3 separate regions of the Sus scrofa genome follow, and all the other regions are linked to region 1. The links are chromatin contacts, called in public Hi-C maps. All regions are on one chromosome and are shown on one strand. Each heading gives the region's core, a stretch centred on a gene start, on an enhancer-like site or on the middle of the called end of the contact. The rest is flanking DNA. Distances are from core to core; before and after follow the strand shown. Region 1 holds the start of CCDC42 (coiled-coil domain containing 42). Region 2 holds the start of PFAS (phosphoribosylformylglycinamidine synthase). Region 3 holds the start of RPL26 (ribosomal protein L26).

What was found. Hi-C and Micro-C count contacts between places; a contact is called where the count stands out from the background.
Region 2: a Hi-C map of mesenteric adipose tissue shows a contact between it and region 1, with 3 times the contacts expected there. The contact joins the promoter of PFAS here to the promoter of CCDC42 in region 1. A contact is called at or near these places in 1 of 5 promoter capture datasets (liver), 10 of 47 Hi-C or Micro-C datasets (embryonic fibroblasts, fetal heart ventricle, fetal liver and 6 more) and 1 of 2 datasets of contacts at active chromatin or transcription factors (alveolar macrophages).
Region 3: a Hi-C map of embryonic fibroblasts shows a contact between it and region 1, with 2.8 times the contacts expected there. The contact joins the promoter of RPL26 here to the promoter of CCDC42 in region 1. A contact is called at or near these places in 11 of 47 Hi-C or Micro-C datasets (alveolar macrophages, embryonic fibroblasts, epiblast stem cells and 7 more) and 2 of 2 datasets of contacts at active chromatin or transcription factors (alveolar macrophages and skeletal muscle).

The regions. Positions count from the first base shown.
Region 1 is chr12:53,882,212-53,885,611 of Sscrofa11.1, reverse strand. It overlaps CCDC42 (coiled-coil domain containing 42), which reads left to right and starts at 1,683. Exons shown (of 7, transcript NM_001244077.1): 1 at 1,683-1,765; 2 at 2,093-2,198; 3 at 2,463-2,567. The coding sequence starts at 1,683.
Region 2 is chr12:53,456,845-53,460,244 of Sscrofa11.1, reverse strand. PFAS (phosphoribosylformylglycinamidine synthase) reads right to left here and starts at 1,844. Exons shown (of 33, transcript XM_003358276.4): 1 at 1,780-1,844. The coding sequence starts at 1,839.
Region 3 is chr12:53,551,574-53,554,973 of Sscrofa11.1, reverse strand. It overlaps RPL26 (ribosomal protein L26), which reads left to right and starts at 1,521. Exons shown (of 4, transcript NM_001243458.1): 1 at 1,521-1,555; 2 at 2,265-2,437. The coding sequence starts at 2,270. It also overlaps a transcript of NDEL1 not described here.

The DNA.
Region 1 (3,400 bases), core at 434-2,933:
ATTACTGTGGCTGTGGCGTAGGCCGGCAGCTGTAGCTCTGATTCGATCCCTAGCCTAGGAACTTCCATATGCCCTAAAAAGCAAAAACAAAACAAAACAAAGCAACAACAAGAACAACAAAACTTGCATCACACACACATTCTCAGGGTGGGGGCACCGTGGGGTGCGGAGTGGGAAACCCCAAACTGTGCCAAACTCTAGGGATCAGCAAGGAGAGAAACACACTTCTTTGAGGAGCTTACAGTGTTACTGGTGCAGCGTCTGTTTCTTGGGGGTGCTCCTGGTGGAGAACCTTCTCTGATGGAGTGGCTTGGTGGAGTGGGGGTGTGTTCTGGGTCGGGTGGGGGCTGTCCTGGCGCCACTGCTGAGCCCGTGGGGGCTGGCTGGGAGCAGCAGGCCTTGGAAGGGAGGCGAGGGGGTGAGAAGGGGAGACCACGTCTCCTCTTCCCGGGCCAGGATTTCGGGTTGGCTCGGACGGCCAGCAGGGGGCGCCAGAGGACCGGCAATGCGGCGGGCTGGGTTTGCAGAGCTCAGGACACCCTCCGCGCTCGGAGACCCAGCCCCACCCTGGCTCCACATCCCAGACTCCAAGGGACCCAGGCTGCGCTGCTTCCGTGGGCATGGGTGGGGGTGGGGAGCAGAGAACAGAGCGGAGCCCGGGAGCCGGAGCAGCGGCTGGCAAGAGGTCACGGCCCTTACCTCCGGGCGGCCGCCTCACTCACACACAGGTCTTGAATTTAGACCCTGGACTTCACATGCGCTGATGCACGAGGCTCTGACGGAATCGAGGAAGGCAGCCATCCTTAGGTCGACACGTAAAGCATCCGACACGGATCTCACCACGCTTTGGCATTTCTTTATGTTTTAACCATTCTGCCAGCCTCAAAAGATGGCATTAGCCCTGAGTCCCTTACCCTCCAAGGAGCCTCGTTGTGGGCCTCCTCCGTCTCCCGGGGGTGGGGTGGGGTGGGCAGCCTCTTTAGTCCCCAGGCTTCTTGCCTGTCCTTCCTCCCCTCCTCCCCCAAACCCCCTCCAACACATACACGGCTGCGCATCCTTTGCCCACCACCTGGCCCTCCGCTCTGCAGCCTCCTCCCCTCCTCCCACACCCGCCTTGCTTCTCGGTGCAGCCCCACCCCTGCCTCCGCGAAGCACCTCCCTTCAGTCCTTTTCTTCTCCAGCATCTGTTCGAGCCCCAGCCCCCTGCCTCCCCCTCGCACACCCCTGAGACCAGGAGGAGGCTGCAGGGACATGCCTCCCCCTACCCAGCCCTGGACACCCCCTGTCTCCTGGCTCTGGGAAGCAGCCTCTAAGCAGACCTAACTTCTTCCTAGAGCTTCTCAGGGGTGAATGCAGGAGCAGAGAGCCAGAGCCCAGCATGAGTGGGGGCAGAGGTCAGAGGGCAAAGCCTGGGTTCCATCTGTGGTCCACGGAACCAGAACCTGTTGCTAGGTAACCGGTAACCGGATCTCCCAGCACCTTCCCCACACATCCTGAGCTGCTGATTGCCGGCCTCCGGTCACCTTCCCCGAGTCTTGCAGACACCAACCCTCTGCGGGACCCTGAAAAGCAGGAGGAGGGGAGAAGCAAGAGCCCAGCTGCCAGCCCTGAGCCACCTGTGGCTCTACCACCTGTGTTTCACCGTGAAGATTTGCCGGCTGGGCCTTTAGGTCACCGCCGCCATGAGCCTGGGCATCATGGAAGAGGAGGATCTGGCGGAGTACTTCCGGCTGCAGTATGGGGAGCGGCTGCTGCAGCTGCTGCAGTGAGTGTCGGGGGCCTGGGACCACCCCTCCCACCCGGTGCCCCACCTTCCAACCTGCCCTCCTGTTCTTTTAACTCAGCCCCAAATCACTCTGGCACCAATCCATCCAATCCCCTGGACACCCCACCCACCCACCCCGGCATCCCCTGGCCGCAGCTTGCTGCCCGGTCGCCAGCACAGCCCTCTCTCCATCTCAGCGCACCATTCCTTTGGTTCAGATGGGGGAGGTCCCCTTCCCTCCCCACGGTGCCTCTCTCCACGGGGTTCCAGTCCCGGGCTGCCCCAGTGCTCAGAGCCCACGGTCCCTCCCGCCTGTGTCTTGGGCAGGAAGTTCCCCAGCATTGAGGACGAGTCCGACTCCCCATCGGTCCGGCTGCTGGAGAAGAAGAAGGAGGCCAAGATCATGCACCACGCCATGGAGCAGAAGAAGGAGGTGGGCCGCTCGGGCTCTGCGGGCAGGAAGGGCCACAGGACCGCCCTCTGTTTTGCGGTGGCGGTAGCTCAAGCCAGGCAGCCCGGGTGTGGTCCTGTGTTTCCTCGGCAGAGCGCAGAAGGCATCCGAGGCTCGGGCTACCCGCGTCCTGGGATGCCCCGGGGTGGAAAGTGGGCTCCTGGGGACAGAGGCTCTGGGTCAGGGGACGCGGGCTCCTTGGCCATCGGGGCCCTCCTGACCTCTCTGCCCGCCCCCCACCCCAAGACATTTCAGCGCAGAATGGAAACCCTGAACCTGCGCTGGGAGGAACTGGGCGTCAAGGAGGCCCAACTGAAAGCCCACATACAGAAGTTTGAGCAGTTCATCCAGGTACGGAGGGGCGTGGCCTGCCGCCGGGGCCGCCACACTCTGCGGGTCCGTCGAGCCGCCCCTCCTCCCGCTCCCCTCCCCCCAACCCTTCCCTCGATTTTGCCACTCCTCGCCCTGGGTTAGATGCTCCCCTTCAAGTCCCTGCCGCCTATTGCTGTTAGTAATTTCCAGCTGCCCTGTCAGTCCCTGCCCCCTTCTAGATGGCCGTTTCCTATTTCTATTTCTCTCTCTCTCTCTCTTTTTTTTTTTTTTTTTTTTTTTTTAGGGCCACACCTGAGGCGTACGGAGGTTCCCAGGCAAGGGATCTAATCGCCAGCCAATGCCACAGCTACTGGAACATGGTGGGATCTGAGCCATGTCTGCGACCTACACCGCACGCAGCTCATGGCAACACTAGATCCTTAACCCACTGAGCGAGGCCAGGGATCAAACCTGCGTCCTTAAGGATACTAGTCAGATTCGTTTCTGCTGAGCCACGAAGGGAACTCTGCTGTTTTCTATGTCCTTGTCTGCACTTGGTACCGTTTATTCAGTGAATGAATGAATGATGGGTGATGAACAAATGAACGTGCCACGGTCAGGGCCAGGCACTTGGGACTACAAAGATGAGTCGGGGTTTTCCTTCTCCTGGCTCACCCCGCCCCTCCCTCCCTGCACTGAAGGCCCAGGCAGGAGCCAGGCGCTAGATTCCATTCAGAGATACCCCCTCTCCATCAGTCCTGAGAGGAGAGATTTAACTTGTTTATTTTTTTCTTTTTTTTTTTTTCTTTTTTTTTTTTTTTGTTTTTCAGGGCTGCACCTTCGGCATATGAAGTTCCCAGGCTAGGGGTTGA
Region 2 (3,400 bases), core at 595-3,094, 430 kb after region 1:
ACCTAGTCCATTCAAATGCTTAAGTGACATTGCCACATAGATGACTTATAATCACAGAGGATAGCCTGTTTGGGCCAAAATAAGACATTTTGATTTCTCGTTTCTTCAGACCTGCTGTTCCCCCGTCTTGCCCACCTCAGCTAACACCACCACCACCCAAAACCACAGCAGTCAACCTTAATTCTTCTTTCCCTGAGCCCTCTCTATGCCCAATCCACCAGAGAACCTATTTCCAAACATATCCCAAATCTGTCCATGTCCTTTCCTCTCCGCTACCATCACTGTAGTTCAAGCCAGTATCAGTACTCACTTGGACTAATGCACCAGTAGCCCTCCTGACCAGTACCCCTGATTCTATTCCACTTGCCACAAGTTAGCATAAATGAGATCATAGCTTCTTATCACACCTGATGTAACATTTCAATTCAGTAACCTGTCATGTGATCTGGCCATTGCCTACCTCTCCGACCCAATCTCACGGCCCATCCTTCTCAGTCACAAAGCACCAACCACCCTGGCTTCTTTTCTATCATTCTGATTTGCCAAGCTCATTCCAAAAGGTATTTTTCTCACCCTGATATTTCCATGGCTACCTTTTGCTTGTTATTTAGATTTCAGGTACGTTCACCTTCTTGAAGAGAACTTCCTTGACTAAACACTCTATAGTGGCCACTATGACATGGCCTTATATTAATTTCCCAAACAGTATTTAAATTACTATCTGACATTTTATTGTTAGCTTTATTTTCCCCACTAGAACAGAATCTCCAAGTGGGCAGGAACCATGCTGTTTTTGGGTTACCAAGGCTCAGAACAATACCGGGGGCTGAAAAACCAAAAAATCTAAAACTTGTTGACTGACAAGTTTCAGGCCAAGCCTCATCTCAGCAACGGTGCTCCTGCCAGATCTTGATTTCCCTCTCAGCGGTCACCATCCCATGCTTATCACCCTTTTAAAAGTTAGGCGCCTCGCAGTTGTCCTCCATACCATAATTCCTTCACAGGAATTATTACATTCCAAAATCATTTTGTTTATTTATTTATTTTTGTCTTTTTAGAGCCGCACCCGCGGCATATGGAGGTTCCCAGTCTAGGGGTCTAATCAGAGCTATAGCTGCTGGCCTACACCACAGCTCAAGGCAACACCGGATCCTTAACTCACTGAGAGAGGCCAGGAATGGAACCCGCTACCTTGTGGTTCCCAGTCGGATTCGTTTCCGCAGTACTACGACGGGAACTCCCTCATTTTGTTCATTAAACCAGTCAATTTTCGTTTATCATTCCCAGTGGCATAGAAGCTCCAAGAGCACAATGACAGGATCTACATCAGGGCTGTCTCCCCAACTACTAGCATGGTGCCTTACACAGAATAGGCGGGCGACAGATCCCCCCCACCCTGGAAAGTTCCCGGGCAAGGGATCGAACCCGCCCAACAGCAGCGACCCAAGCCACTGCAGACAACGCCGGATTCTTAACTCGCTGAGTCACACGGGAACTCCAGCCAACAGACACACTTTGAATACAGGAAACGGGATGAGAAGCACTTTTAGTGTCCAGGACTCAAATGATTAGAGGACGGTTAAGTTTATGTGGGGTCTCCCCTGCCCGACGTCCAACAAACGCGAAAGGACACATGCACTACGGAAGGCACGCAGGTCCCCGCTGGGCGCAGCTCTGCCTGGTGGGGATCCTGCAGCGGCCGGGTTGAGGCTTGGGGTGGATGGCTACAGAGTGCAGCATGCAAGGGCATTCGGGTGAGCGCGCGCAAGCCATACGCACGTGGCAACAGCTCTCGCAGTCCCTGAGCTCCTCGAATCCTGGCGCGCTGGGCAACGTCATCAGCGTGCGCCGTGGGAAGAGGCGGAGGTTAAGGACATCCCTCCCCTTCCTACCGGCCAGTGGCGAGGCTGCTTCCCTGCTCCCACCTCGGCCTTTAGAGAACGTGGGATTATCCCACAGATCTGTTCCTTGTGCCCGCTTCACTTGTCCGGTGCAAACTGTGAAGGAGACATACTTTAAATGCAGGAAACGGCATGAGAAGCACTTTTAGTGTCCAGAACTCAGTTTCCCTCCCGCTGCTGCCTTGGCTTTCTTGTACTTTTGTCTTTTCTGAATGAACTCATTTATTTAACTCTTAGCTTTTTTTTTTTTTTTTTTTTTTTTTTTGCTTCGTAGGGCCAGGGGTGCGGCATATGGAGGTTCCAGGCTAGGGGTCGAATCAGAGCTACAGCTGCTGGCCTACACCACAGCCACAGCAACACGGGATTCTATCCGCGTCTATGACCTACACAACAGCTCACAGCAACAACAGATCCTTAACTCATTGAGTGGGGCTAGGGATCGAATCTGCCATCTCAAGGTTCCTAGCCGGATTCCTTTCCGCTGAGCCACTATGGGAACTCTAGCATATATTCTTAACCTCCATGTTCTGGCTGGTTACAGTAACAGTAATAATGAGCAAAGTATTTATTGAACGCCCATTAAGACACTTCACCTGTTCTCAGTTGATCGTCACAAAAACCCCATTTTACAGATGTGGAAGCTGAGGCTCAATGCAATGACTCCTTAGTTTTTTAACTCAAAAACTTAGAACTTTATACCTACTGGGGTTTTGTGTGTTTTTTGCACACTTTTTTTTTTTTTCCAGTCTTTTTAGGGCTGCACACGAGGCACATGGAGGTTCCCAGGCTGGGGGTCGAATTGGAGCTGTAGCTGCTGGCCCACACCACAACCATAGCAACTCGGGATCCGAGTCTAGTCTGTGACCTACACCACAGCTCGCTGCAACACCGCATCCTTAACCCCCTGAGTGAGGCCAGGGATGGAACCTGAGTCCCCATGGATGCTAGTCAGGCTTGGTAACTGCCAAGCCAGGACAGGAATGCCCACACACTTTTTCAACCCATAGTATATACACGTTACTCAGGATCCTATCAGAACACAGGTGGAACACTCCAAGTTTAATCAATAAGAATGTAACTGCCCAGGTAAAGAGATATGGGCAGGTTTAAGGAAACCAGCAAAGTACGGTGGGCCAGTGGCAGCCTGGCAACAGCAAAAAGTGGTTGCCACCTTCAGGCCTGAAGGGACAAAGGGAGAAATGGTGTTGTCAGCTAGAAGAGAGATGGAGCCATGGAAGAAGGGCATTCAACAGACGAAGGAAGTCACTGCCATAAGCACAGTGTTGAGGGAGAAGCATACTGGGTTATCTCTCCTTCAGTACTGAGTCCCTGAACTAAATGTCTCCCACTAGCCAAACCTAATCAGAAGCCTGAAGGCAAGAAACCTGGAGTGAGTGGTGTGCCAGGGTGAGCAGAGGACCTAGCCCAGGGGTCTTTTTAAAGAATCAAGCAACAGAGACAGTCAGAGGAAAAAGTGAAAGTCTTTATCTTCACCCCCT
Region 3 (3,400 bases), core at 272-2,771, 330 kb after region 1:
GGCCTGCTCTGCAGCCACAGCAACGCAGGATGTGAAGTGCATCTGCGACCTACACCCTACACCCTACACCAGAGCTCACGGCAACGCTGGATGCCTGTCCCACTGAACAAGGCCAGGGATCAAACCTGCATCCTCATGAATACTAGTCAGATTTATTTCCGCTGCACCACAACTGGCAACCCCTGGATTCCTGAATTACAAATAAAACCCCGGGGAACTTCTTCACAGCATGTGTAAGAACACAACTCTTTTTAAATCATGAAAACATTTGTTCTTGACTGAATCCACTCTTTGACTTGACCCAATGGGGTATTACAAATGGGACTGTACATAGAATTACGAGAAGGGGCTGGGAAGCCAGCCTGCATGGCTTGGTTAGAGGCAAGATTTATATATAACCTTGTTGTTCATGACAGGATTTATATGGGTTCCTATAACCTCGCACAAGCTCCTCTCACTTCTCTGTGGTCCAGTGTCCCATCTGTAAAATGGGACAATACCAGGACCCGAGGCTGTCTGGTGGAATAAAGGAGCGAAAATTGCAGGGAGTGGAAGAGTGTCCCCAACACTCGGAAAGCTCACTGCTCGTTGTACCACGCAACGCGTGTCTTCCCCCAGCATGACAGCCGCCTTACTCACTCAGCAGAAACCGATCCCTCAGCAGGGGCGCGGCCGGCGCTCACCCCGCAGTGCAGTCCTTTTGCAAGGGGAGCGCGCCCCCTTGCCTTGCTTCCATCAGATCCTGAACCGAATGAGAGCAGGCAGTGCAATTCGGAAAAGGGCACAGCTCTCGGCGGGAAAGGCTTCCCCACGCCGCGCTCCTTCAAAGCGCGATCTTGGACCAGCACCCTCGGTGTCCCCTGGGAGCTCGTTAAAAACGCGGACCTACTTGGGCGGGGTGGGAGGAGGACCCGGGCCCCAGTCCTTGGAAGGCCTCTTGCCGGCGGGAGCCGAACCTCGGGCGGACCCCACGGAGCAGTCGGCACACGCCGCGGCCTGGGGGCGGCAGCGGCCGTGGGGCTGGAGCTGGCTACCGGACAGACACACCAAACAGACCCACGCCCGTGGCTTGGGCGGGATTGTCCAGGTAATCGAGGTGCCCGGCCTGCCGGAATCCCAGCGCCACCTTGCTTTCAAATATAGGACCTGCTCTTTCCCGGCTAATGGGATACCAGTCGCCGGGCGCTAGGGAGTGAAGGGGCAGGGGTCCCTGGAGCCGCTCGTTCCCTCAACACCCGCAGCAAGAGTCAGAGCCTGAGCAGCCCCCGCCACTCGCCCAGGTACCACTGTTCCCAGAGAACTCACCTGTGGAACCCACAGCTCCCAAGGGAGGAACCAGGACCTGGAGAAGTGTTTTGCAGTCCCTCACAGTTCCCCTCCGAGACACAAGAGGTCGGTAGTCATCAGTTTCGTTCCCAGTTTCCTCTCCGCCGTCAACGCCGTGCCTCTCTCGCTCCAAGAAACATCTGTCTCGCGAGATCTCTCGGAAACTTACACAACCGGAAGACGACTGTGGTTCTCTTCCCTTTTGCGGCCATCGCTGAAGCGCCAGCGGGTGAGAATTTCCCCGGACAGTGCATATAATCTGCAGCCATCCGTTCACGAGCACGGTGGCTCTCGATCCCGGGGACCTAGATCATGTTCTGGAGGTCGAGTAGCAGCCAGAGAGGGGGGCCAGGATGGTCTCGGCCTGTTTTTCCCCTATCCAAAGGGCCTCCGGGCTGGGGGAGGAGGAGAGAGACTTTGGGACTTGGAAACCAGCGCTAAAGGGGAGGGAGCCTGTTGCGATGGAATCTAGCCTGTGCAGTGTGGTTTCCGAAGTAATGATCTCCATATAGTTTCTTGGTAAATGTGCAGAACTTTCAGATCGCGTTCGCCCGTCAGACGCCTTTTTGGACTCGAGTTCTGTGCGTTTTCCAGGTTCGGGATGAGGAGCCTGGTTTCATTCATTGTGGAGGGGTTCAAATGTGCTCACACTCCGTAGGCTAACGTTGATTGGTCTTTCTAAAACGTGATTCTATTTAAATTGAGTTGTCAATCTGCTTTGCCCTAATTCAGTAGATGTAAGTCCTATCTTAGCTTCCTTACACAAGAAGTTTAAAACAAGTGTTGATAGTGGAAAGTTCTGTTTTGGTGGAGTTAAAGGATTTATGACAATTTCTGTGAGCGTTGTAAACGTTCGAGATGAAACTGTTGCAGTTACTTGTTTATAAACTGAGTGAGGTTTTGGCCGTGTAAGGGTTTACATTTAATTTTTTATTTAGCCAAAATGAAGTTCAATCCTTTTGTGACCTCCGACCGAAGCAAGAACCGTAAAAGGCATTTCAATGCACCTTCCCACATTCGCAGGAAGATTATGTCTTCCCCTCTTTCCAAAGAGCTGAGACAGAAGTACAATGTTCGATCCATGCCCATCCGAAAGGACGATGAAGTTCAGGTATGTGCTGTGTTCTTATCATCATAGCGGATGTCCCACACATTTGGCATAGACGGTGGACTGCGTTCTGCAAGGGACACATCTGAGACACTGGCTCCCAGAACACGGAGTAGAAAGATGTTGAGCCAGGGACTAAAGTATAAAAAGTGTGCTGCTTTCTTCACCTTTACTTTGGTGAAAATCAGTTGCCCCAAGTATCAGATGCAGTCATAGTTAAACAAAAGAAAGATGGCTTGGAACCATAACATTAGATTGGGGAGTATTTTTTTCTGGGTATGTTTGGTTGTTGAGGAGGCATTTGAGGACTAGTAAACAATTGTGTGTCTGAGTCAAAATCCAGACAGCAGGGTTAACGAATCTGACTAGCATCCATGAGGATGGGGGCTTGATCCCTGGCCTCACTCAGTGGGTTGCCGGCGTTGCTGTAAGCTGTGGTGTAGGCCAGCAGCTGTAGCTCGGATTGGACCCCTAGCCTGGGAACTTCCATATGCCAAAGGTGCAGCCCTAAAAAGACCCAAAAAATCCAAACTATAGAAGTCCTAACTGAATCATGTTTCATATGATTGTTTGCAAACACTAGTAAATAATTTGTCAAATCTATTTAAGTGAAATTTTCTATAAATGTTTCCTACCTGATTAAAAGATTCAAGCAGTCTCTAAAGCAACTTCATGTTAGCAACATTATTAAAGTTCCCAAATAGTGGTAGGGGTTGAGAACAGCCATTTGTCCCTTCTGTGCTGGTGCTAAAACTGCCAGGAGATTTGGGAGGCAGTCTTCTCTGCTTTCAAGATATTTTTACATGAGAAAGTCTGACCAGAAGGAAACATCTGTTCAGAAGCTGTTTAGTAAGCTGCCAATCACTGGGACTCCTGGGTAGAGAATGAAGTTAGTTAACCTTTGGGAAAGAACTGGTATGCTCCCTTAAATATTAGCTGCTGCCCACTCTCTGGCAGTGAATTGGA